Linked DNA regions of Mus musculus: all the other regions are linked to region 1. Evidence: chromatin contacts called from public HiChIP or PLAC-seq and promoter capture Hi-C data. All regions are on one chromosome and are shown on one strand. The core of a region is the stretch at or near the end of the contact, and the rest is flanking DNA. Distances in the headings are between cores, read along the strand shown.

Evidence for each region. HiChIP or PLAC-seq counts read pairs in DNA pulled down with a chosen protein or histone mark. Capture Hi-C pulls out chosen DNA fragments and counts their contacts.
Region 2: a contact with region 1 is called in a promoter capture Hi-C map of adipose tissue. The contact joins the promoter of Elob here to the promoter of Zscan10 in region 1. A contact is called at or near these places in 1 of 484 Hi-C or Micro-C datasets (rod photoreceptor), 3 of 115 datasets of contacts at active chromatin or transcription factors (all in embryonic stem cells) and 3 of 9 other capture datasets (adipose tissue, liver and pancreatic islet).
Region 3: a contact with region 1 is called in an H3K27ac HiChIP or PLAC-seq map of embryonic stem cells, with 14 read pairs. The contact joins the promoter of Flywch2 here to the promoter of Zscan10 in region 1. A contact is called at or near these places in 1 of 39 promoter capture datasets (embryonic stem cells), 2 of 484 Hi-C or Micro-C datasets (forebrain and nephron progenitors), 4 of 115 datasets of contacts at active chromatin or transcription factors (embryonic stem cells, epiblast stem cells and pancreatic cancer cells) and 2 of 9 other capture datasets (adipose tissue and pancreatic islet).

The regions. Positions count from the first base shown.
Region 1 is chr17:23,599,042-23,602,639 of GRCm38.p6, reverse strand. It overlaps Zscan10 (zinc finger and SCAN domain containing 10), which reads right to left and starts at 1,814. Exons shown (of 7, transcript NM_001289481.1): 1 at 1,681-1,814. It also overlaps a transcript of Zfp13 not described here.
Region 2 is chr17:23,827,202-23,830,799 of GRCm38.p6, reverse strand. Elob (elongin B) reads left to right here and starts at 1,691. Exons shown (of 4, transcript NM_026305.2): 1 at 1,691-1,717; 2 at 1,822-1,956; 3 at 3,227-3,332. The coding sequence starts at 1,715.
Region 3 is chr17:23,784,101-23,787,698 of GRCm38.p6, reverse strand. It overlaps Flywch2 (FLYWCH family member 2), which reads left to right and starts at 1,618. Exons shown (of 3, transcript NM_029798.4): 1 at 1,618-1,698.

The DNA of each region.
Region 1 (3,598 bases), core at 565-3,064:
CAGCAATAATAATAGTACTACGTAGTAGTAGTTGCCACTTTGAAGTTTTGAAGTCCTAAGAATCAAAGTACGGTTCAGGGAAAAAAAATCTGTAATAAACACCCAAAAACTAGGAGGATGAGACTTGAGATGTAGTTCTCTTAGTAGAGTGCTAGCCCTACCAAACATGTGGGAAGCCGTGGGTCCAATCCCCAGTATACAAATGTCCTCTAAATCCTAGAACTTGGGAGGTAGAGACAGGAAGATCAATTGAGTTCAAGGTCATCCTCAGCTCAGTTGGTGATTCAAGGATACACGACTCTGTCTCAGAAAACAACAAACATATTAGAAACAAAAAGGAAAAGGAGAGAGAGGTTATGGAGCCAGCCACAGGTGAGGCAGGACTGAAAGTTTCAGGCTCGCCTGGACTTAAGTGAAGTACAAAGCTGGCTTGGGCAACTTAGTGAGATTCTTTCTCAAAAATAAAAACACAAAGAGGGGTTGGAGTAGTATCTTCAGGGCCTGTGCCCAGCCAGCACATCGAGCCCTAATTTCTGGCTCACACACACAGGAAACAGCATTGCATTTCGCTGTCTGAAGAAGCATATGAAATATGATATGGAGGCGCTCCAGGCTCAGAGCGTGGCTGCTTTTCCGGAGCTCATGAGACTTCAAGTCCCAGAACTCACATGGCAACTCCCAACTGTTGGTGGGACCCAGTTCCCTCTTATAGTGCGCAGATGCACATTCATACAAACCCTCTGTATATAAAATAAATAAACCTTAAAAAAATAAAAACAATTAGAGAGTGAAGTCACTCTGGCCACTCTGCAGCAGATGCTCGTGAGTTCCAAGCGTTTAGCAGCCCAGTCAGTTGCCTGCTGCTCACTTCATCCCGCCCGGACTCACTTGCTAGATCAACCTATTAATCCTACAGGTTCAGAGAGTCCAAGGTGATTTACTCACAGCTTCACCCGGTGCTGCAATACTGCTTGCTAAAGTGGAAATGGGGTTCCGAACCCACTATTTGCGTCCTACCCCATGAAATTTTGCCAGTATTAGCTTGGAGTATGACAGCATAGATAAGAAAGAGAGAATTCTAGATTCTGGTCAAAGGCCCGCCTAACCACACAGCAGCTGGAATTTCTAGGTGAGGACTTGCCAGAGGTTTCCAAGAGATGGAATTCAGGCAAGTAGGCCTTAGAAAGCCTGTCCCTCCCCCAGGTCTCCAGGACAAAAGGCCTATTAATATGCACCTCTGTAGGGGGTTGGCTGGGTGTGGGGCGAGAAAGCTCTTTAGTGAAATCTGGCCGGTCTAAATTTGTATGTAGGTACTGCTATAAAATCCACCTACACACTAGGGAGCTAGAGTGGTCCTCTGCAAGAAATAACCCCCTTTCTCTGCTAGCAGTCTAACTTGCTCAACTCTGTTAACTTGTTTTTTTTTTTTTTTTTTTTTTTTTTTTTAAGGCAGAGATCCCCTTCTGGTGCTAGGAACGCATGGCATCGTCACTTCTGGGACCCTCCCTCATGTCTCCAAGGCCACAAATGCATCATGCTGTGTGGCCTTGGAGTCTCCAGCACGAGTTACCCGCTCATTATAACCAAGACTTTTCTAGCTCTCAGCCTACCAGTAGGTCCCCCGAAACACCCTTCACTCTCCACAGTGCTGTAAGCCTACACCCCAGCCCTCCAACTCACCACTCCAGGTACCGACGCCTGAGGCCGAGATGTTTGGGGATCCTTGGGAGAATTCAGGGTAAGAGGCAGCGTAGCCTAGTTTGGGAAAGGAATCCCGGGAAATGGAACAGGAAGTTCCCTGCCTGACCCATCCCTTTCAGGTAAGGGGATAAAGGGGCTTCCAGGAATTAACCCTTCACCTCCCAGTCTGGGTGGGGTAAGGAAGAGGGAGGAGCCAGAAACAAACCAAGGGAAAAGTGATGACTCCAGATTCTAACTTTGCCAAGCTTCTGTAAGAGTTAAGTTACTCTAAGCCAGAGCTTCTCCATCTACGCGGAGACAGACTGATGCCCTTTTGGGGCCAAGAGCTTCTGTTTTACGTGCTTGCTGTGTGTAGGCCTCTTTGCTTGGCTTTTCATTCATACAACAAATATTTATCTACATGTTTATTAAACAGCAGGCTCTAAGGACATGGAGCTAAACTGAGGAATGAGGCCCTGCCCCAGGTGGATTTGGGGTGTGGGGGTTGCATTCCAAGGAACAGATGAGACTGCAGTTGTAAGAAAATAAAATAGGTCAATTAGAGTGGAAAACACCTTTAATTCCAGCACTCAGGAGGCAGAGGCAGGTGGATCTCTTATTAGTTCAAGACCAGCCTGGTCTACATATTGAGTTACAGGTTATAGTTACGTGGTGAGACCTTGTCTCAAAGTAGAAAAGGAGGGGGACAGAAGGCAGGTGTGATGGTTTACACCTGCAGTGCTATCTTTTCCAGGTTCAGCTAAGGCTGGAAGAGTGCCCTGAATTCCAGATGGGCTTGGTGTAACAGAGTGAACTTGTCTCAAAAACTCAAAACCAAAGGGATACATCTCAGTTGGTAGAATGCTTTCCTGCCAAGCAGGAAGCACACATCATAAAATTGGGCATGATCGTGCACACTTGTAATCTCTGCATCTGGGAAATGGAGGCAGGCCTCTTTCAGCTAATATGAAGTCTGAAGTCACTGGGCTACATGAAATCCCGCCTCAAAACAAACAAACAAAAACCTGGGCCACTGACTTCCACAAGTAGTCCTCTGACTTCCACATGTGCCCCCACCCAACCTATAAATAAGTAAATAAATAAATGTAGTGAGAAAAAAATTAAAACATACACCGACAAGAAGATGTGATAAAGATGAGTGTTCCTCAGTCCATATAGCTTTTAAAAGTCTCCCCCACCAGAATCCTGCTAGTGGCTTTGTCCTACTAACAGCGCCCTCCGCCTCGCCCCGCCTCTCAGGAGAAGTTACCTCCACAAACCCTTTGGAGCCCACTTTAAAGTCAAACTCTCCCCTTTGCATTGATGGGCTTTCTTAGTTACATGCTCCCAAATACAGAGGAGGATTCCTTCCGGGAATCAGTGGTGCTATCTGGAGTGTCCACCCCGTTCTAGAGTGCACTACATCACTCGCGGGGTCAAGGAAACTCGGCGCTGGTCGCCCCCAAAGCCCTGATGTCTCAGACTGTCGTGACTAGGCCCAGCCTTGCTCTGGCTGCTCCTAAGTTTCCCTGCTAGGGTCAGCATCCAGCTTATTTTTAACTGTGTGGGGTGGATCTCACTGGACCACCCAGTAGGCACCAGTTTTCTTACTGCGCTCTATGTCCTCAGCACAGAGCCCAACGCCTAGCACGCAGGACACAGGAAAAGGCTGAGCGACAGCTTGACTTAGGCACCGCCCTCAAGAGATTTCCAGTTTTTCAATGGCAGAGCACCTCAACTTCCTGCTGCGGACTCCTCCCACAATCCTGCAACTTTGATTCCTCTCTAGAAGCCCCAACCCAAGAGAGGTGGGCCGGATGGTGGGAGCGGGGCATTCTGGAATAGGCGTGGCCTTCTCTGGAGGCGCGGCGAGCAGGGTGAAGGAGTGGAGAGCTTTCTCTAACAGCAGCTGGGCACA
Region 2 (3,598 bases), core at 442-2,941, 230 kb before region 1:
AAATCAAGCCTACAGACCTTTCTGGGAACTGAATCTAGGACGGAAGGTGAGCTGTTGACCCAGGTTCCTGGAGGGAGAGGACAATATCCTGTCTTCTTCAGTCCCAGGAAATGTACCAGAGATAGTAAAAGGAATGAAGATAATCCAAAGAGCCACTGTCCTTTTGTTCCCCACCCCTCTTTGACTATCAGTCTGTAAGGATACATGATTCTCCAAAGAATGATACCCCAGACTCAAATAGTATGTAAATGCAAAGAATGTTTTAAGCTGCACAAGTCCAGCATGCTGGGGTCTCCTATTACCAAGATAGAGACACCCAAGTGAGCTTTCAGGCCTGATTTAAAGCACATTAGAGAATTCCAGTGTAGGTGACCTCTATGTTAATCTGTTGTGCACATCTCTACAGAATTCTATTAACATGGTGTGGGGACTAGAAACTTGCTGGGGAGGTCTGGGAACTGTTACTAAGTAGCTGAGGATGTCTGGAAACTGCTGCTGACCCACTGTCCTTGCATCAGACGAGGTAGTTGGGACAGTCCATTACCTGGACATGAAGGCTGGAGCCTAGGGTTTTGTTTTGTTTTGTTTTTTTAAATCATCAATTGACTTCCCTGGACTTGCCCAGTTTTTAGGCCTAGTGTCCTTAACTGCCAATTTGAAGTCTGTCGTGAAGTCAGCCTAGCCTTCTCAAGGCTGTTAAAAACAATGGTCTCCAAGTAATCAGGATTTCCCCAGGAATCTCATGTTGGAATAAGGAAGGGTTTGACCTGAAACAGATGTCACAGCTCATCAGGCCATCTTGTAGGACAGTCAAATGATGGGCCATACCTTGCCTAACACTACTCATTTGTTCCATTTCAGTTTAAACAAACTCCACAGTCGACTTGGGAAAGTCACTGGACCTCTTCTTATGGCCACATTAAGTAAACCTATCAATGCTTTTCACTATTAACACTTTTTAGTTGGTGTACTGGGACCAGGTGGCCAAGTCTAGCTAGAGTGGACCCTAATAACTACAGCAGAAGTCTCGAAGAGCAATAGTTTCTCTAGCTCCTAAGAGGCCACAAAGCATGGCTGAATTGGATTTAACAAACCCTTAGACCCAAGCCTAGAGCTGGATGAGGAGAATACACAGTGGTGATCTTAGATCCAAAATTGTACATCGTCTCAAAATGGCTGTAAAGTTACCCCTCACATTCCCTGCAAGAGCTTGACCCATAAATAAACGTGGGCTGGAGAGATGGCTCGATGATTATGAGGACTGGCTGTTCTTCGAGGAGTTAGCTAGGTTCGATTTCCTGCACCCCACACGACCAGAGGACCCGACGGCCCTCTTCTGGCCTTCCCAAGCATTGCATGTAACAGTTGCATAGGCATAAATGCAGATAAAACACTCATATAAAATTGTTCATGGCAGATATGCATGAGTAGCTCTCCGTGACTCACTCTCTACGCCCCAAAGCAAGCCCAGCTTGCACCACGGATCCGAGACGGGCTCAATATATAACCACCTATAACCCAGACACCGAGATGGCGGCCAAGCACAGGAAGTGGCTTCCGGATCGCTTAAGATGGCCGCAACGGCGTGGGAGGGGCTGCAGGATAGGGGGCGGGGCGGGCGGGGCCGCGCAGAGCACGCTGGGTCGCGCTTGGGCTGCCGGGAAGGGGCGGAGCGCGGCCGCGCCGGCGCGTCGAGCCAGAAGCAGCCGCCGGGATGGTGAGCGGGCGCGGGGGGGAGGGGCGCGGGGCCGGGGGCGGCGGGGGCTCCGGGGCCACGCCGGGGGCCGCGGGCTAGCGCTGACGCGGGCCCGCCGTCCTCAGGACGTGTTTCTCATGATCCGGCGCCACAAGACCACCATCTTTACGGACGCCAAGGAGTCGAGCACCGTGTTCGAACTGAAGCGCATCGTCGAGGGCATCCTCAAGCGGCCGCCAGAGGAGCAGCGGCTTTACAAGGTGCGACGAGCGGGCGTGGCGGTTGCGCGCGCGGGGGTCCAGACAGGACACTTAACAAGGAGGTCTCTTGATCGTGCTGAAGAGCCGGCAGCATCAGGTCTCCCGGCAGCCGCCCCGCCCTGCCAGGCCGTCTTGCTCAGCGGTTGGGGAAACCGAGGCCTCGATAATCTTACGCAGCCGAAGGTCGTGGCAGAGCCAGGGTTTGTTCCTGGCTAGCCACCTTCGGCCTGTCGGGAGCCCACCGGAATCCCACTGTCACAGGGTGGGGTGGAACTCGAGGAATGCAAGTGTTGTTTAGAAGATAGGTCAAGATCCCACCAGTGATTCACCCAGCCAGTGTTTACCCTCGCCAGTCTTCTGATGTTCTAGAAACACTTGGCATTCAAGCTCACCTCCAGAAGCCAGCTCCAGTTTTGAATAAGCTAGCCTGCGGAGTTGGGTCCTCATGCCCCAATCCCGAGTCAGGCTTCCCAGAAGCGTGCCAGTAATCTAAATACATTGAGCTAATTCCAGCTGTAACTCCAGATTAGAGCCTGGATTCATGTCTCTAAAGGGCTTTTCTCACTGATACCCACTGATCTTTTTCTTGAAAGACCCTCTGCTGGTCTAGGAACCACATAGTGTTTTTAGTGCTGCTTTCTATGCTCCTCATAATTCCCGTTTTAAGGTTAAGGTTGATTTTTAAAAGAAAGGTGGGGAGTGGAGAGAAAAACTTGATAGGACTCAGGGGTGCAGCTGTGTTTAGTGTTAACATAACCTGTATGAAAGCCTAGGTTAGATCACCAGGCGGAAAAAACTGGGCAATAATCCTGTTTGGGAGCTAGATGTAGGAGGATCAGAATTTCAAGAACAAAATACTGTTTGAGATATTTTCTCAAAAAAAAAAAAAATTCCAACTACCTTTTGAATTAGATATATCTAGAGAGCTTGGAAAAGCCAGAATTCAGAGGCCTGTGAGTTTTATTTTTGTGTGTGTGATACCTGCTCTCATACAGTCCAGGTGCTCAGGTGCTCTGGAGGCCAAAGGGATCAGATCTCATGGAAGTGGAATTGTGAACCAATCTATATGGGTGCTAGAAAATGCCCTTGGAAGTCTCTGCCAGAGCTTTTAGCTGCTGTAAGCCATCAGTGCAGTCAGAGCTGGAAATTCTTGGATATAGTCCTGGAATATGTGTTTTATACTTAGGGATGCCTCTTCCTAAGTTCCTCACCTAAGTTGGCTGTCTTTGGGACCTTAGGACCTCTCCCTAAACCCTGCTTCTCTCTTCAGGATGACCAGCTCCTTGATGATGGCAAAACTCTGGGCGAGTGTGGCTTCACTAGCCAGACAGCACGGCCACAGGCCCCAGCCACAGTGGGCCTGGCCTTCCGAGCAGGTAAGATGGCTAACCTGGATGGATGGTAGCTAGCATCTGGTAACATCCAAAGAACAACAACTTTGGAAGCCTATACTGCTCCTCTGAGCTTTTAGGGAATACCTTTTCAGTCCACAAAGATCATGAAGTATTTGTTTCCTTGTTAAAAAACAAAGCATAGGGACTGGAGACATAGCTCAGCAATTTAAGGGTAGCTCTTCCAGAGGAGTTGGGTTCCATTCTAGGTCAGAAGTGTAATTGTACATCAGGGGACTGAAGCCTTCTTT
Region 3 (3,598 bases), core at 369-2,868, 190 kb before region 1:
CTGAGGCAGGAGGGCTGTTATGAGTTCAAGAGCTACATAGTGGGATACTATTGAAAAAATAAATAAAATGTACCTAAGTATATTTTCCTCTAATAGCTTCCTAAGTAGTCAAAACTGGCTTTGAACTCTTAGTCCTGGTATCTCTGGAAGTACAGTCATGTGCCACTATGTGTGTTTAAGTTAAATAATTTTTTAAAAATACAAGATCTTTATTGGTTCCATGTTTTGAAAATAGCCTCCACAATATTTATTTAGTATTTATTTATATTTGTGTTTGGATGTTTTGCTTGGATGGACAGAGACCAGAAGAGGGCGTCTAATCCCCTGGAACTGGAGTTATGCTCCAGGAGATCTGCATCATTGCGAGCGGCCATATAGGTGCAGGAAGAACAGCCAGTGCTCTCAACCAATGATCCATCTCTCCACGTGTGGTCATGGGTTTGTGTGTGGAGATCAGAAGACAACTTTGTGAAGTGATTTCTCTCCTTCTACCTTTATGTGGGTCCTAGGGATTAAATTTGGGTAGGCCTGGCTTGGTAGCAAGTGCTGTAAACTAAGGCTTCTGGTTGAACCAGCTATCTAAAGGGGAGCCACCTCATTGGACCCCTTGTTTTGTTCTTTTGAGACAGAGGCTTAACATCAGTGATTTATACGTGAAGATTATATATAATATACAATTATATTATACCATATATAATAATATATCTTATTAGAACATAATAATTTTAGAAACAACCAAGACTATGATTGATTGCAAATGACGTAATTCATGAAGACCTTTGCGTTACTAGAGAATGCCCAGGAAATGACGTTGACTCGAGAGAAAGGATGGGGCCATGGAGGAAAAGGAGCCAGGAAGAAGGGTGGGACCCAAGGACCTGCGGAGCCAGGGCCATGTGGGAGTAAAGGGGGAGAGCCTTTCTGCAGATGGGTGAGGGCCAGCAATCCCAGAATGATAGGATGCACGAGCACGCAAAATACAGAAAGCAGCGCCCTGAGCCATTCCGGTTTCCATCTCCACAGTAGAAGGTTGCGGGGATAAAGTCACTGAATTGTGCCAGGGCTATTTCAGCAGTCAGTGACTACAACAATGGGCGACGGCTGAACAAATGATAAATACTGGACCAATGGGCGAGGGCTGGGCTAATGACAAAGGATGCTGCGCAGTTAGGAATGTTAGCTTCAATGAAGAACACATTTCCCTTCCCTCGGAGGGACAGACAAAAACCTTTAAATAAGCATTCCAGTTTATGCTTTATTTAGTATTTATTTATATTTGTGTTTGGATGTTTTGCTTGGATGGACAGAGACCAGAAGAGGGCGTCTAATCCCCTGGAACTGGAGTTATGCTCCAGGAGGGAGTCAGAGTCAAATACGGGGGAAGTAAGTGGAAAGACGTCAGTAGACCATACCGGGGATCCTAAACCCAGGTAGCCCAATTCCTACTGGCTCCGCCCCCTTCCCGGGTAATGGACCCGCCCCTCACGCCTATTCATCGAGCGTTCAACTTGTCGCTGCGAAGGTAATATCCGGATAGACGGAATTCGACAAAGGAATGGGGGCCCCCTCATCCTGCGCATGCTCGCCCCGTGACCCTAGCTTGAGGTGACGGCGGGAGCCAAGGCGGGGGCCCAAAGCACTGAGGCTGAGGGACCCGCCACGGCTCCGTCGTCCGAGAGGCAGGGCCTGCTGCCGTCGGTGAGGACGGGCCCCCAGCGGGCGGGAGGGTCCTGGCTCCAGAAGCGACTCCTAGCCTAGAGGTCTGGGGATGCGGGACCGGTGTTCGGAAGGGTCCCTGGCTCTGGCCCCCCACCCCCAGATTCTGGCCGCTTTCTTGTCGGCCATCCGCGAGGCTCTTCCTTTCTCCATGCTTCCCTTTCATAAACCCACACTACCCCTGGACACCCCCAATCTGGGACACACAACCCCCAACGCGTCCCTACCCCAGCCCACTCTACCTGGTACATGTCCATCCTTCTGCAGTTTTGTTGCGTATGACCTGGGGGTGGGGGTGGGGTCCTTGTCCCAGTGGCAGAATTTGAGGGCTGGGACCCAGCTAGGGAGATGCTCAGGGGACTGAAACATTGGTTCGAGGGAAGCAGGGAGCTGGGGCAAGGGTGGTGGAAGATACCATTCTGAGTCATGGTGACTGGGGAAGGGAGGTACTCTTATGTGGGACCTCCACATTGGGGGACCTTTGCTGTGTTCTGCATATAATACAGTTCTTGACCTTTTGGGAGGGTGACTGCCATTTTCTTATGTCTCCCTGTGGGATGCCTCCCGCATACCCCAGTGTCATACCGTTCCTTGGAAAGTCCAATTACAGTTCTCCAGGACTGTGCAGGACAGTGACTATGGCAGCAGCAGGTGTTAGTAACGTGAGTTCAAAGACCTTACCCTTCTTCATCTGATGCTAGCATCTCCTATTACACAGATCAAACCAGCCCAAAAAGGGTAAGGGCATGTTTCATTCTCATCTTTGTGAAGGTAATTCTGTCCATCACCCCAAGATAACAACTGAAGTTCCAAGCCTGCAGAGCTTCCTCAGTAAGAGTTTGGACTTTTAACTGTTCTATGGCCATCAAAACAACAATCACCACCCATCTAGTGACACATTATTAAAATGACACATTATTGTCGTATATTTTAGAGGCTAGAAGTCAGATGTGGGTGTTATACAGCAGGCTGAATACAGCAGGGCTGTATTCATTCCTGAGGCTTTAGGAGAAAAACATTTTTTGTTTGTTTGTTTGTTTGTTTTTTTGAGACAGGGTTTCTCTGTGTAGCCCTGGCTGTCCTGGAATTCACTCTGTAGACCAGGCTGGCCTCAAACTCAGAAATCTACCTGCCTCTGCCTCCCAAGTGCTGGGATTAAAGGCATGCACCACCACTGCCCGGACAAGGAGAGAAACATTTAATTTGCCTCTTGCAGCTTCTAGAAACCTACCTCATTTGGCTGGCATGCCCTTGCTCGGTCTTCAAAGCCCCTCCTCAAATAATTAACCCTGCCTCTAACCTTATCTTTCCTGTTCTTTACATCCCATTTCCACATTTTTTCTTTTTCCTTTCCTTTTTTTTGGGGGTGTGGGGGGTTTGAGACAGGGTTTCTCTGTGTAGCCCTGGCTATCTTGGAACTCACTTTGTAGACCAGGCTGGCCTCAAACTCAGAAATCTGCCTGCCTCTGCCTCCCGAGTGCTGGGATTAAAGGCGTGCGCCACCACCCCCGGCTTTTTTTTTTTTTTTTAATAAATTGTTTTGTGTGTCTGTGTGCCACATGTATGTGGTACCTGTGAAGGTCAGACAGGGCATTGTGTCCTCTGAGGTGGACAGGTGGTTGTGTGAGCTACCTAATGTGGGTGCTGGAAACCGAACTCATGTTTTCTGGAAGAGAGGGAAGCAGCTGAACACTGAGCTATCTATCCAGCCCTGTTTCTTTTGTTTGATTTTTTTTTTTTTTTGAATGAGTGTGTGCATGTGCCCTGTGGCAATCAGAAGACCACTTGTGGGAATTGGCTCTTTCCTACGATACGGATCCTGGAATTAGCTCTTTCCTACGATACGGATCCTGGAATTAGCTCTTTCCTACGATACGGATCC